3 separate regions of the Mus musculus genome follow, and regions 1 and 2 are each linked to region 3. Evidence: chromatin contacts called from public Hi-C data. All regions are on one chromosome and are shown on one strand. Each heading gives the region's core, a stretch centred on a gene start, on an enhancer-like site or on the middle of the called end of the contact. The rest is flanking DNA. Distances are from core to core; before and after follow the strand shown. Region 1 has its middle 2.6 kb from the start of Gm32532. Region 2 has its middle 30 kb from the start of Gm32532. Region 3 overlaps Pard3 (par-3 family cell polarity regulator).

Region 1 (4,762 bases), core at 113-2,612, 360 kb before region 3:
ATCTGGGAAAAGCAAGTCCAAGATCTAGGCATGGGGGTACACACCTTTAATCTGGGCCATACCTTCTGCTGGAGACCTACAAAAGGACATCGGAAGGAAGATTTGCTCTTTTTTGCCTGCATGCCTTGTGGGATTGAGCAACTACTAGATCCTTGGACTTCCATTTACAGCTGACCATTGTAGGGGAGTTGTACTACAGACTATAAGTCATCATAACAAATTTCCTTACTATACAGAGACTACCCATAAGTTCTGTGACTCTAGAGAACCCTGACTAATACAGCCAGCAAGTACATTATAGAAGCTGTGGGGAAGGGGAAGCCTTGTCCTTACCAGTGAGGTCCTCTGAGCTTACGGCATGCTTGCTTTCTTCATGAACTCCTCCCCCAACCCCACCTCAACAATCTGGACACCTGCACCCTCTCCTCTGCTTTCATAAGGTATATCCTCTTCAGGAATCTCCAACTGCATTAATGAGCAAAGGAGTAAAGTGGGAGGAAGGAGAACAGGGTTGAGGCTTGGTGGCTAGAGAAACTGAGCACCCAGGGATCTGGGTTCCTCTCCAGCACTACACACACCAGGTGTGATGGTGCACATTTGTAACCCCAGCACTCAGAGATGAAGGTAGGAGGGCCAGAAATTCAAAGTCATCCTCAGCTACACAGAGAGTTCAAGGCCAGCTTGTGGCATAGGAGAGTCTTTCTCAAAAGGGGAAAAAGAAAACTTTCATCACATTCCGAAATAGTATGCTACGGAGGGGGAAAAATGTTTGAAAGTCTCTGGGCTTTACTGCTGCCTACTTATTACACACACGGCGTGAAAAAAAAATTGGTGAGGTTCATCAAATACTTTCTTATGACTTTTTAACTTATCCAACTCAGCAGAACACAGACATTCACAGACCCACAGACATCAATAAATCTGCCTGAGCCTTAATTAATACAGCTGCATCGCCACACAGACAGAACTTTAAAGAGTCCATTACTGTCGTTCAGCCTGCTAGCTGCTTTCCCCACAGTGGCGCCAGCACTCTGAGAAGTTTAGAATGTCAAATATTTTGTAAGTGGGCTTTTTTTCCTTTCTCTAAAAATATCCAAACCAAAACTGAAGATGCAGAGATAAGTCCACCATCCAGCAGCTTCTACTTTAAGCTCAGCATATATTATGTGCCCGTGTCCTCCTTTTTTTTTTTTTTTTTTTTTTGGCTTTTCGAGACAGGGTTTCTCTGTTTAGCCCTGGCTGTCCTGGAACTCACTTTGTAGACCAGGCTGGCCTCAAACTCAGAAATCTGCCTGCCTCTGGCTCCCGAGTGCTGGGATTAAAGGCGTGCGCCACCATGCCCGGCACCCGTGTCCTCTTAAATGGCCTCTGTAGGCATGCATACTTTCTAATCTCTTGGGTGGTGCAGTACCTGGGCCTCTGAATCCTGCCCTGGTCCTACCAACTTTGTAGATGCAGCCATTTGGAAATAATGGATAGGATACTGCTGTATCCCCAAGGCACCCCCCCTCCACCAAGGAAAGCCTCTGGTTGGTACTGTAACACTTTATCTCATAATTATCTCCCTGGCAAAGAGCTGAAGGTTTTAAATTTTTCCTGCTGGTCAGTGTCAACCAGAATAATGGGACAGATTGTCTATAGAATGTGCTTGTAGTGTGGCCAGGGCTCAGCTTAGTGGTAGATAGACCTGTCTTAGATCCATGAGAAGTCAGCTAAGAACTCCTCCAGGGGTAGAATTGAAAACATGGAAGCATGCTATTGCCAATTTTCACCTGAGATTATTTTGTGTGATATGTGCATATGTGCACATGTTTGTGTGTGTACGTGTACTTGTGTGCACATGTATGTGAGCATCAGAAGTCAACTTTGGGCATCACACCCTTTTAATTTACTTAAGGTCTCTCTCTGGCCTAGAGCTAACAAGTTGTGCTAATCTGATGATGAGCAAGGCTGAGGGATCTGCTTGTCTTCATCTTCCCAGGACTGGGATGGCAGGCAAACACTGCTGTGCCTGGCTTTTGTCAGGTGGATTCTGGGAATAAGACTCTGGTCCTCATGTTTGAAAGGCAAGTGCTCCACTGACTGAGCCTCTCTTCAGCCTCATATTTCTTTCAGATCTATTACACATAGTTTTGAAAATTTGCCGTTCTGTCTGTCTCTCCAATGCTGACATTTTTCCTCTGATGATCACAAGAGGGGAGTCTGGAAAACCAGATTAGTCATGTGGCCCGTAAACCGGAAGAACAGCATTTGACACACCAGCATTACAGATGAACAAGTGAGTGGAGGCCTCTGGGTATGTATGCATATGTTGGGTGTGCATGCTCCAAATGTGCATATGAAGAGCAAATGTCAGCCTTAGGTGTTCCTTCCTCTACTGATCCCTTCCTTAGTTATTGAGACAAGTTTCTCACTGAACCTGGAGCTCACCTGATTGGCTGCCAGGGAGTCTCTAGGATCTCTGTCTGACTTCTCAACACTGTAATTACAGGCTGCTGCTATCTTATCTAGCTTCTTCCCTTGCTATCATAATTAGCTTCTTACTTGGGCACTGGAGCTCTGCACTCAGGTCCTCATGCCTATACAGGCTCCTGCTACCTTATCTAGCTTCTTATCTGGGCACTGGGGCTCTGCAATTGGGTCCTCATTCCTGAATATTGAGCATTTTCCCACTAATCCTCCCTAGTTTCCTGGCCCTGTGAGTACATTTTAAAAAGGTCATTATGATCATTCACTTCAAGTTAAAATTATGTATATTTTGTCAGACCAATAACTGTTATCCTAGCACTCAGGAGGCTAATGCCAAAAGATCTTGAGTTAAGAGTTAGTCTGGTCTATACTGGAAGTCTCAATCAGAAAATAAACAAAAACAGTAAAGAATAAAATCCTCTGTCTGTGTGTGTGTGTGTGTGTGTGTGTGTGTGTGTGTGTGTGTGTGTGTATTTGAGAAAGCATCTCATATACTCCAAGCTGGTCTTGAACTCACGATGTAATGAAGGGTGTTGGACCCCTGATTCTCTTGCCTTCATCTCCAAAGGCTGGAATTACAGGTGTAAGACATCATGCCTTCTTTGTTTTTCTTGTTTTGGAGAGATTCATTTTTAAACTGTAGCTTGGATGGTCCTGGCTGCTAAAGTCATCCTTCTTCTGTCAGAATCCTCTTTACAATTGTATCTTTCTGCCTCGGAGTCAGAGTGTATGTATATGAACATGTGTGTGTGTGTGTGTGTGTGTGTGTGTGTGTGTGTGTGTGTGTGTGTGTGCATGTTTGCGTGCAAGTGCGAGAGTGCCTCTGGTGATGAGTCTTAGGAACACTAAAATTTGGACATAATACTACTGGAAGATCCAGCAATACCTCTCCTGGGCATATACCCAGAAGAAGTTCCAACTGGTGATAAGAACACATGCTCCACTCTGTTCATAGCAGCCTTATTTATAATAGCCAGAAGCTGGAAAGAACCCAGATATCCCTCAACAGAAGAATGGATACAGAAAATGTGGTACATTTACACAATGGAATACTACTCAGCTACTAAAAACAATGGATTTATGAAATTCTTGGACAAATGGATGTATCTGGAAAATATCACCCTTAGTGAGCTAACCCAATCACAAAAGAAGTCATTAGATATGCACTCACTGATAAGTGGATATTATCCCAGAAACTTAGAATACTCAAGATACAATTTGTAAAACACAAGAAAAATCAAGAAGAGGGAAGACCAATGGGTAGATACTTCATTCCTCCTTAGAATAGGGAACAAAATACCCATTAAAGGAGTTACAGAGAGAAATTTTGGAGCTAAGATGAAAGGATGGACTATCCAGAGAATACTCCAACCAGGGATCCATCCCATAATCAGCCACCAAACCCAGACACTATTGCACATGCCAGAAAGATTTTGCTGAAGGGACCCTGTTATAGCTGTCTTGTATGAGGCTATGCCAGTGCCTGGCAAATACAGAAGTGGATGCTCATAGTTATCTATAAGATGGAACACAGGGCCCCCAATGGAGAAGCTAGAGAAAGCACCCAAGGAGCTGAAGGGGTCTGTAACCCTATAGGTGGAACAACAATATGAACTAACCAGTACCCCCAGATCTCGTATCTCTAGCTGTATATGTATCAGAAGATGGCCTAGTCGGCCATCACTGGGAAGAGAGGCCCCTTGGTATTGCAAACTTTATATGGCCCAGTACAGGGGAATGCCAGGGCCAAGAAGTGGGATTGGTTGATAGGGGAGCAGGGCAGAGGGAGAGTATAGGGAAATTTCAGGATAGCATTTGAAATGTATATAAAGAAAATAACTAATAAAAAATATCAAGGAAATAAACATATCCAAGGAGGTAAAAAAAAAAAACACTAAAATTTAAAGTCTAGCACCTGTAATCTTCATACATGTACTCATGTGTACATGCCCTCATGGATTCATGAACACACACAGAGGCACACACACATGCACATACATGTACACACATGCACATAGACACACCACAAAGTTCCTTAAGATTAGTCTCTGGGTAGATTTGCACTCAGAACAGCATAAATGCCACCATAATCCATGAATATATTTTTTTAGAGGAGTTACCACAATAGAGCATACCCTGCCTCTTATAGAATATTTTACACCAAGAAGATTCTAGCTATCCCCAGGCATTGCCCCTGCTCCTACAATTTTCCCATTCTCACAGAAAAAAAAATTGTAAACGGTTAAACATCTTTCCCTCTTATGTATTTGAAAATAACAGCTACAAAGAAATC
Region 2 (4,692 bases), core at 2,088-4,587, 390 kb before region 3:
AGCAACATCCTTGGGCTGGGGAAGTGGCTCTCACTGGGCAGAGTACTTGGCATGTAAGCATGAAGATCTGAGTTTTCACCCTGAGTACCCACATACAAATGGTGCTGTAATCCAAGCCCTGTAAACACAGAGACAACAAGAGTGCTGGGTGATGTGTTTTATAAAACCAAGGATATGCTGTGTGATAGCCACACAGAACACAGTATGGGGTGTGGTGTGGTGGGACAGGTTGGCTCAGCAGGACCCATGATGAGGCTTCCCTACTACCGCTCCCCACTGTTGGACAGTGAAAGGCAGTCTGGTTGAGCAAGGCTTACTCTGGAGACCCAGTAGAAAATTCTACAAGGGACAGAACCATGAGCTATGCTCCTAGACATTAGGCTCCTGACACCATAAACCTGTGGCTATCACATGTAGGCAATGCCCCAAACTCCTGGTATTCTGGCTGGACTCCATCCCCATAGTTACCTGGCATCAGCAAGGTAGCCCAGCCCACTATAAAAGGGGCTACTTGGCCCTTCCTCTCTCTCTTAAGCTCTTGCCTCTCTTACTCTCACCCTCCTACTCCCCCTTCCTTCTCCCCTCTCTCCACATGGCCATGGCTGCCCTCTGTTTCTTTACTCCTCTCTCTCTCTCCCTCTCTCTCTCCCTCTCCCTCCCTCTCTCTCTCTCTCTCTCTCTCTCTCTCTCTCTCTCTCTCTCTCTCTCTCTCTCTCTCTCTCTCTCTTCTTTTCTACAATAAAGCTCTAAAACCATGAACTGTCTCTGTTCATCAGAATCCACCGTGCTGGAGCAATGGAGCGGGTCTCTGTCTACAGAGCCTCATGAGTCTAACGTCCCTCTGGGAGGCCTCCCTGTGCTCCAGCTTTGCCTCCAGCCTAGCCATCCCCACCTGAGCTAGCCAGACTCTCTTGTCCCCATGGTAACCTGTCAGAGGCACCCTTTGCCCCCCAGGCCAGAGTCTGCCCAAGGGGATGTTCTCAGCTCTTCCTAGTACAGTGGCATCTGGGATGAGCGAGAACTTGTCGTCCCTGGCCTCCGTACACCCCAGGAATCCCAAAACCAGTTCTTCCACGGTAACCAACAGTCTGTCATGCCTGAGAGTCAGAGCCCGACTCCAGCAGTTCCAAGGGGACCGGAGACTTCACTTTCCCCACCCCCACCCCCAGAGCAGAGTCCAGTGGCCTCACATGGCCCAATGCTGGGCCCTTGGAGGTTCCGTGGGGTCCCATGGCAGTTTCCTGCATCTGCCACCCCAAGGTACTGGTCATAGGACTCATGTAGTATGGAATAGAGTTTATTTGGGGGCATGGGAAGGGAAGTCGAGAAGGGGTAGAGGCAGAGAAAAAGAGGGGGGAGAGAGAGAGAAAGAGAAAGAGAAAGAGAAAGAGAAGAGGCCAGCCAGGAACACGGGAAAGGGGAAAAGGGAGAAGGGGAGAGGAAGAAAGGGGTCAGAGAGAGTGAAGGGGGTCAGAGAGAGAAAAGAGGCAGCAGGAGCCAAGAGAGGCCAAACAGTCCTTTTTATAGCAGCCAGGCCCACCTAGCTGTTGCTAGGTAACTGTTGGGCAGCACCTAGAAGGAATGCTAACACTGAGAACCACTAGCCTACCAGTCCAGCCAATTCATGAGTTTCAGGCTCAGTGAGAGAGAGACTCAAAAAGTAAGTCAGGAGCTGGAAAGATAGATAGCTCAGCAGTTACAAACTCTTTGTTCTTGCAGAGGACCAAGGCTTGGTCCCCATCACCCACATGGACCCAGCTCACAACTGTCCATAACCTCAGTCCCAGGGGATCCAATGTCCTCTTCTAGCTCCACAGTTACCAGGAATCATGTGGTACGCATACATGCACTCAGGAGAAACACGCATACAACTTAAGTACTTCTAAACACTAAAGCATTTGAATGAAGAACACAGCAGTGTCGTGACCTGAGATATCTCAGCCTCCAGAATGACGAGAAATAAATGCTTGTTATTTATGAACCACCTGATGCCTGGTTCTTTGTGTGAGTCCTGTTGGACGTGTTCAAGAAGCCTTACTGAATTAGAGAAATCACTGTGACAAAGACATCAAGATCCTACATTCTTGGTTCCCACCTCTTGTCACATCATGTGACCTTGAAGACTGTAGATCACCTTGCAGATCTCAGCAGGATCCATGTCACTGGCACATAGTGAACTGTCCATAAATATTACATGTAATATATTAGTATTACTGTTTTTCTCTCTTAAATTCCAAAACTTAAGCATTAAGCACATAGATGATGTTTCCATAATGAGGTCAGCTCAAGAGTTCTGCCTTGGCCCCAGGCCCAGCTATAAGAGGAGCACTGCAGCCAAGCCAAATTCCGTTGTGTGTGTGTGTGTGTGTGTGTGTGTGTGTGTGTGAGAGAGAGAGAGAGAGAGAGAGAGAGAGAGAAAGAGAGAGAGAGAGAGAGACTAATTGCCTGCTGTGAAATAGAGCAAGAAGTGAGCTCCCAGAGTTTGGCTATAAAAACAGCCCTCTCCCTACTCACTTTAGTCCCAGTCTCCTCCTCCTCATCTCCTTTCCCTTTCTCATTTGCATAATGCTCAAAACACCCAGTAACTGGCGATCCCTGGACCTGCAGCACTTCTCCGAAAGCTGCATTATCTTTAGCAGCTGACTGGAGTCCAGAGGCAATAACCATTTCAGACTAGCCAGAAGGACAGGAAAGAAGAAAAATCATGTTAGTCAGGTAGCTCTTGCTGCCTTATCGGCACCAGCAAACACCACACCAGAGGGCAGGATAAAGAGGAGTTAGGAAATAACGACCTTCCGGAGATACCTGGGCTTCCAAATTAGATATGCAGTTGTTAAATAGATTGTGTGCAAAGGCACAGCTTTTAGCTCAAACATGACCTTCAAAGGGCTTTTTCCCTTAGATTCAAAAATGAAAAGCCCCACATATTTCAAAGAGCAGATCCAAGCACTAAGCTTGTTGTCTCAGCCCCCACCCCTGCGGGTAGGGCACACTACAGACCTTTCTCAATAATAGCCCCATTGGTTTTTATTACACATTATCATGTATCCTGACGCTCTTTATCACACTGGGAGGACGGACTGCCTTTATCATGGTTTATCTCATTCTGAAGTTATCCTATCAATATCCACCGGGCAAGGCTGTCTTTCTAGATGGCAGTACAGAACGGCCGATAAACAGGAACACTGCTGCCTGGATGATCAGTGGTGAGATAAAGAGAATGTGGCCGTCTGGAAAAAAAATCAACTGTGCTTGGCAGAATGTCTGGATAATCTGTAATGTGGCCAGGAGTGATTCATCACTGGACAGAGTCACCCTCACAACCAGTGACAGAACCAAAAGTTCCTTTAGAAAGTGCCTCCCGAAGACAGCCCAGAGGATGCTGTCATCCCTTGTCCTGGGGAATCTAGGGAGGCTTTGTTTAGACTGATCTCTCCTAAAGTTACATTCCATACATACTAGGCCCAGAGCACAGTAATTGAGCTGGTACCCACAATGAGATCGAGACACAGACTATCTTTGTTGCTCCACGGTTTGTAAATCACCTAAGAGACCCCAAAAGGACAAAGGCTGCTGCAGGTTCCTTGATGTCTCAATCCCTCCCTTCTTCTTTCTGCCTGGCACATTCTAAGAATGTGGACCATTTGGGTCTTCCACAGAAAGCTTTCCACAGGCTAAGATGAGTAAACACACACAGCTTGTTTTCTCAAACAAGCATTCTGACATCCAACAGCTTTCTTCAACTTCAACAGTCCTGTCAAATGTAGTGTTCAAAATGAAATTATATGAATGGTCTAGTTTGAAAGTCTGTTGTAATAAGGCATTAAATTCTACCAAATATAGTAAGACACACGTGCTCTCGTACTTCTTTAGGAAAAGGCAAAACACATTCTTGAATTAATAAAAATAAAGCATCTAAAAAAAAAAAACCAACAACAAAAAACCTTGATCTGTATGAGGCAATAGAACTCATTCCTGTGATGAATCCACTAAGAGCATACAAGATGATCAGCATGCTTCTTGATTCTCTCCCCCTCTCCCTCTCCCTCTCCCTCTCCCTCTCCCCTCTCCCTCTCACCTCTCCCTCTCCTTTTCTCTCCTCTCTCCTCCCCTCTCCCCCCTCCCCCTCCCCCTCTCCCTCTATATGTATCCCTGGCTGTATAGATTAGGCCAGATTCTAACACAATGTTGGCCAGCATGGTAACACACACCTTTAATCCCAGTACTAAGGAAGTTTACTATTCTTATCAGCCTTGTATCTCTGGCTGCATTATAGATTAGGCTGGTCTCTAACTCAAATGTTGGTCAGGCATGGGAGCACACTCCTTTAATCCCAGTACTCAGGAAGCTTTGTAATCTTATCAGCTGTGTCTGTGAACCAGGGGCAAAATCATCCCCCAAATTATAACTTCACAGAGGAACTAAGAGATCAGTGACCAGGACAGATTCTTTGACCTCCTCGCTAATCAGAGGGGCTGCAATTCACAGGCAATTGAGCAGAAGTTATTTCCTTTCAATAGCAATTGAACCATTATAACAAAGTCCTGAATGCTGTGGCTAGGTTGACTCAGTTAAACTCTATATAAACTCATTGTCTTTCGAGAGAAATGGCTGGCTTCAAAAGCAAAGTCCTTAGTGTAATAGGAGCCATCAGTAAGACTCCCTAAAACCTATTAGCAATTTTGGAAAACC
Region 3 (4,443 bases), core at 36-2,535:
ATAATCCCCTCTTCTGACCCCTGCATGCATCTACCCACACACATGTGGCAGATGCATAGGCAGACAGGAAAGAATTTCAAAATCACAACATGGTTTTCATATCAAATATCTATATGAATTAGAAGTGTTTCTTGGGGAGGGGTGGGTGTTGACTAAATAAAATGATCACAAGAGTCTAAATCTTATGCCAAGCATATTGATGGTGTGCTAGAATTTATAGTATATGCAATTTCTGTAAACGGACACAAAATCATACTGTCCCTCTAGTGAGGAAAAAAGCAAACAAATGCCTATACAGGTGAAACTTTCCCAGCTCGCAGCCATAGATGATAGAACAATACATTTACAGTCTAGCGAGAATGAAGAAACCCCTGGATCTAAAGAAAAAAAGCTCTCAGAAAAATCACAATGTTTTCACTACAGAGTGCTTACTGTTAGGCCCAATTCTAATGTCCACAAATTATCCAACACAATCAAATATTTTGTTCAAATACCATTTGCAAAGGAAGCAGGGAATTTACTTAGTTGTAGACATGAAGAATAATTTAATGTTTCCTTGAGAACAAAATTGACAGGTGTCTTGGACTTACATCAACATTTTTGGATTTTTCCTCCCACCCCCCCCCCATGTCCTTTTAAGAACCTCACTTAACTGGGTCACAGCAGCTCAGCAAAGCTCAGACAGACTCCTGGGCTCTCCCAGGATTAAACAGGACCAGCTCTCAATCAGCAGAGCTCATTAGGACACACAGAGATCGGCAGGGGCAGCTGATGGTGCAAGCTGCTTAGCTCTCACATCCGAGTTCAATTAGGAGGCTGTCCCCAAGGAAGCGCACAGGCCAACACTTAGATAAGAAAGGCAGTGTCCTCCATCACTTTCAAAGCAGGACCACGGCTTCACACAGACAGACTTTCCGTCTCTCTTCAGCCCTCAGGCCTTTCCTCTGTAACATGTCTTCAGTCTTCCCTGTCACAGGCAGGTGCTATATAACAAGCAGTGTTGTCAAGAAGTATCAATTGTATAACCGCACAAATCTCGAATAAAATTTATATGTATGTGATGGCTATTCTTAGTTGTCAGCTTCACTACCTCTGGATGCTATGGATAGGTAAAGCATGGTGACTGTCTGGGCTGTGTCTACGTGGACACTGGGAGAAGCCACGGCAAACTCACTTTGGTAACGTGGCCAAGAGGAGGGTGGTGGGCAGAAACACAGATGTCATCCTGAGGGGAAGGATCTGTCAAGGGACAAAAGAGGAACCAAGCCTCTGTACTCTAAGGGGCAGAGCCTGCGTGAGGAAGGCTTGTGGGGGGAGGGGGGCTCCAGTTGAACAAACACCCACTGAAGGAATGACTGGAGCAAAGAGATTTGCAAGGGAGAAACCACATGACTGACAAGGCAAGCAGGAGGGAAGTGAAGACCTTGGCACGCCAAAGGCCATTGTTTCTTTAGAGGAACAGGGGCAGAGTGAGCACCCACAGGCAAATCAAGACATCTAAGGGGGATGACAGTGCCATCACACCATACTTCTGTCTAGGTAAAAGTTAAAGCACAAAGGGCCAGTTAATGAGTTTCTTCTTTGAACCGAGAGCATTGGACAGGACAAGAAACATGTTTACCAGAGGGCTCAACTAATGAATATCAACATTACAGTTTCATTTCTCAACTTGGAAATTGTAACTCTTGAAGAAAACAAGCATGTGTGTGTGTGTGTTTTGGGGCTGCTCCATCACCCAGCATTGTAAAGACTAAATCATCAAAATTAGGAACTAGTATGTGCTTAGCTTAGAGAAGATAAAAAATACTGCCCCGTATGAAAAGAAATTCAAATGTCCCAGCCCACCAATCTCTTCAGCTGGATGTAGTAAAAATAACCACACTTCTCTCCAGTAGTTTAATCTCTACATAGTTTCTCAGCTACTTAAAAAGTCTGACTTAGCTTGTGCTGGAGAGACTACTGGGTTGGTAGAGTACCTTGGAAACACTCACAAGGGTCTCACCTGAGACCTGAACATCAGAAAAAGCAAAGGGGAAAAAGGCCCCTCATCAATACAGAACCATCACAGAAATATCACAGGCCACACAGGTGGCCAAAACCAAAACCAGCGAATGAATTGCTCGAACACTTAAAAGCAACATTTTCAGGACTGCTCCAAAACCAAGTTGATCGTGATAGGAAAAACCTACAAAGGAACTGATTAAACAAAAACAACCACCACCAAAAAACTGTCTCTATCCAAACTAAACTAAACTAAATAAATAAATGTCTTTTAAACGGTTCCTATTCTCCAGGCAGGGTATCAGAAATAGGTTTTGAGAAGAATATACTATAAGATAGAAATGCTGATGTAATTTTCTGACTAGTATTCCTAAAGTGGACAGTAGTTCTACCTCTCCTAAGACACAAAAATAAACAGCAAATGTTAAGAAGAGTGAGAAGCAGAGGTATGAACAGTGCACTGCACATCAGAGACAGACACATCTTTCCCCATCATCTGAGCACAATGCTCCAACAAAGGGCTTTAAGGCCGACCGCAATGAGCACAGGAAAAGGCACCTGAAGGTCAAGGATTTATAAAATAATGTGTCTTTATCCAGCCAGGCTGACTGTAACAGTGTATTCACGGGCAAGAAAAGCAGTGAACACTAAGATTCCACAAATGTCACTCCATATACCACCTGACTGGTTTTTTTGCTCAGAATTTCTGACTCACCTCCTGTCTCCCTGCAGGCTTTCAGCTCCATCAATCAAAGAAGCAGCAGAAGGTAGTAATCACAGCCAGCAAAAAGGACAAAACAGGCTGAGGGATGTGGCTCAGTAGGTACAGTGCTTACCTGGTAAACACAAAGTTCTGAGTGCTGTCCTCTAGACTGCATTATGTTGGGTTTGGTGGCACATACATGTAATCTCACAGAGCAATGAAGGCAGAAGGGATAGATAGATAATAGAAAAATAGATAAATGATATATAGATGATAGATAATAGACAGTCAGGGGATAGATTATAGATAGATGCTAGATATAGACAGATGATGGATAGATGACATAGGTAGATGGACAGATGGACAGATAGATGTTAGGTAGGTAGATAGATAGATAACAGATAAATAGGTAGATGATAGATTATAGATTGATGATTGATGATAGATGATAGATAGATAATAGATGATAGCTAGCTAGCTAGATTTATAATAGATGATAGATAGATAGATAGATGATAGCTAGATAAATAGATGTATAATAGATGATAAATAGATAGATGTATAAGAGATGATAGGTAGGTAAGTAGGTAGATAGAGAGATAGACAGATGATAGATAATAGATAAATGATATATAGAGATGATTGATGATAGATTATAGATAGATGATAGAGATAGATAATAGATAGATGTATAAGAGATGATAGGTAGGTAAGTAGGTAGAGAGATAGATAGATAGATAATAAATGATATATAGAGATGATTGATGATAGATTATAGATAGATAATAGAGATAGATAATAGATAATGGATGAATAGATAGATGATAGATAGATAGATAGATAGATAGATAGATAGATAGATAGATAGATAGATAGATAGAAAGATAAAGAAAACAATCCTGACAAGCAGCCTTTGAAGGGCTCCAGAAGTGAATGAGTGACAACTGCCCCCCAGCTCTATCAGATCACAGAGGCCCATATGCTTAGGTAGTACCAAGCAGAGGTGATCAGAAGGCGAGTGCATGTGTACATGGGAGCTTGCGCGCGCGCGCGCGCGCGCACACACACACACACACACACACACACACACACACCTCCAAGTCCCAAGCAAAAGGATATATAAAGGTGGGCATAAGGACTAAGACTAAATTAATTCTTCAGAAGAAGACTAAAAATGATTTAAGAAGATTAAACTGTATTCTAATTCTGATGAGATGCCACTGGAGCAAGACTCCATCTCTGAAAGGATGAACACTGGGGATGGCAGTGAGCAAGCTCAGCATTCCAAATGGTGCTTCCAGTGTGAGAGAAGAAAAGGCGATTCAAGACAGTAACAGCAGGGCTGGGCTGTAGCTCAACAGCAGAGCACTTGCCTGCCATGTGCAAGGCCATGGGTTCTATCCTCAGCCTACCATGTAACAGCCCTTCCTAAAAGGTTACTCAGGATTCCATGAATGAACCTTTTCTTGCCTAAAATGAAGTGGAAAGAGAAGCAGCCTCCCAGAAGTATTACAGCATTGACCTGAATCTGCACTACATGCAGGTGACATCATTCAACCTTCATGGAGGACAAACCCAAAGCTACAGAGCAGCATCAGTCCCCACATGCACAGGTACAGGGGAAACCTACAGAACTCCTGCACAGCAAGCAAGCTGAGAGACACAGGCATGTATGCTTGTCTGAAGTGCAGGTTTCCAATGCTGACTGACACACACATCAAAAATCCACTGTGGGCTTG

What was found. Hi-C and Micro-C count contacts between places; a contact is called where the count stands out from the background.
Region 1: a Hi-C map of the N1E-115 cell line shows a contact between it and region 3, with 12 times the contacts expected there. The contact joins two enhancer-like sites. A contact is called at or near these places in 3 of 484 Hi-C or Micro-C datasets (the N1E-115 cell line, embryonic stem cells and nephron progenitors) and 1 of 9 other capture datasets (embryonic stem cells).
Region 2: a contact with region 3 is called in a Hi-C map of the N1E-115 cell line, with 5 times the contacts expected there. The contact joins two enhancer-like sites. A contact is called at or near these places in 1 of 15 datasets of contacts at CTCF or cohesin (the NIH/3T3 cell line), 3 of 484 Hi-C or Micro-C datasets (the N1E-115 cell line, embryonic stem cells and nephron progenitors) and 1 of 9 other capture datasets (embryonic stem cells).

Annotation. Positions count from the first base shown.
Region 1 is chr8:127,691,066-127,695,827 of GRCm38.p6, reverse strand. No RefSeq gene overlaps it. Among named protein-coding and RNA genes, the nearest start is that of Gm32532, 2.6 kb to the right of the region's middle. Within about 2 kb of position 1,362, at least 3 of the 459 cell types and tissues checked have an H3K27ac peak or open chromatin away from gene starts, as enhancers often do. A contact at or near this core is called in the N1E-115 cell line, where this site is marked.
Region 2 is chr8:127,718,701-127,723,392 of GRCm38.p6, reverse strand. No RefSeq gene overlaps it. Among named protein-coding and RNA genes, the nearest start is that of Gm32532, 30 kb to the right of the region's middle. Within about 2 kb of position 3,337, at least 49 of the 459 cell types and tissues checked have an H3K27ac peak or open chromatin away from gene starts, as enhancers often do. A contact at or near this core is called in the N1E-115 cell line, where this site is marked.
Region 3 is chr8:127,327,308-127,331,750 of GRCm38.p6, reverse strand. All of the region lies in intron 5 of Pard3 (par-3 family cell polarity regulator), which reads right to left. Among named protein-coding and RNA genes, the nearest start is that of Gm9909, 130 kb to the left of the region's middle. Within about 2 kb of position 1,285, at least 39 of the 459 cell types and tissues checked have an H3K27ac peak or open chromatin away from gene starts, as enhancers often do. A contact at or near this core is called in the N1E-115 cell line, where this site is marked.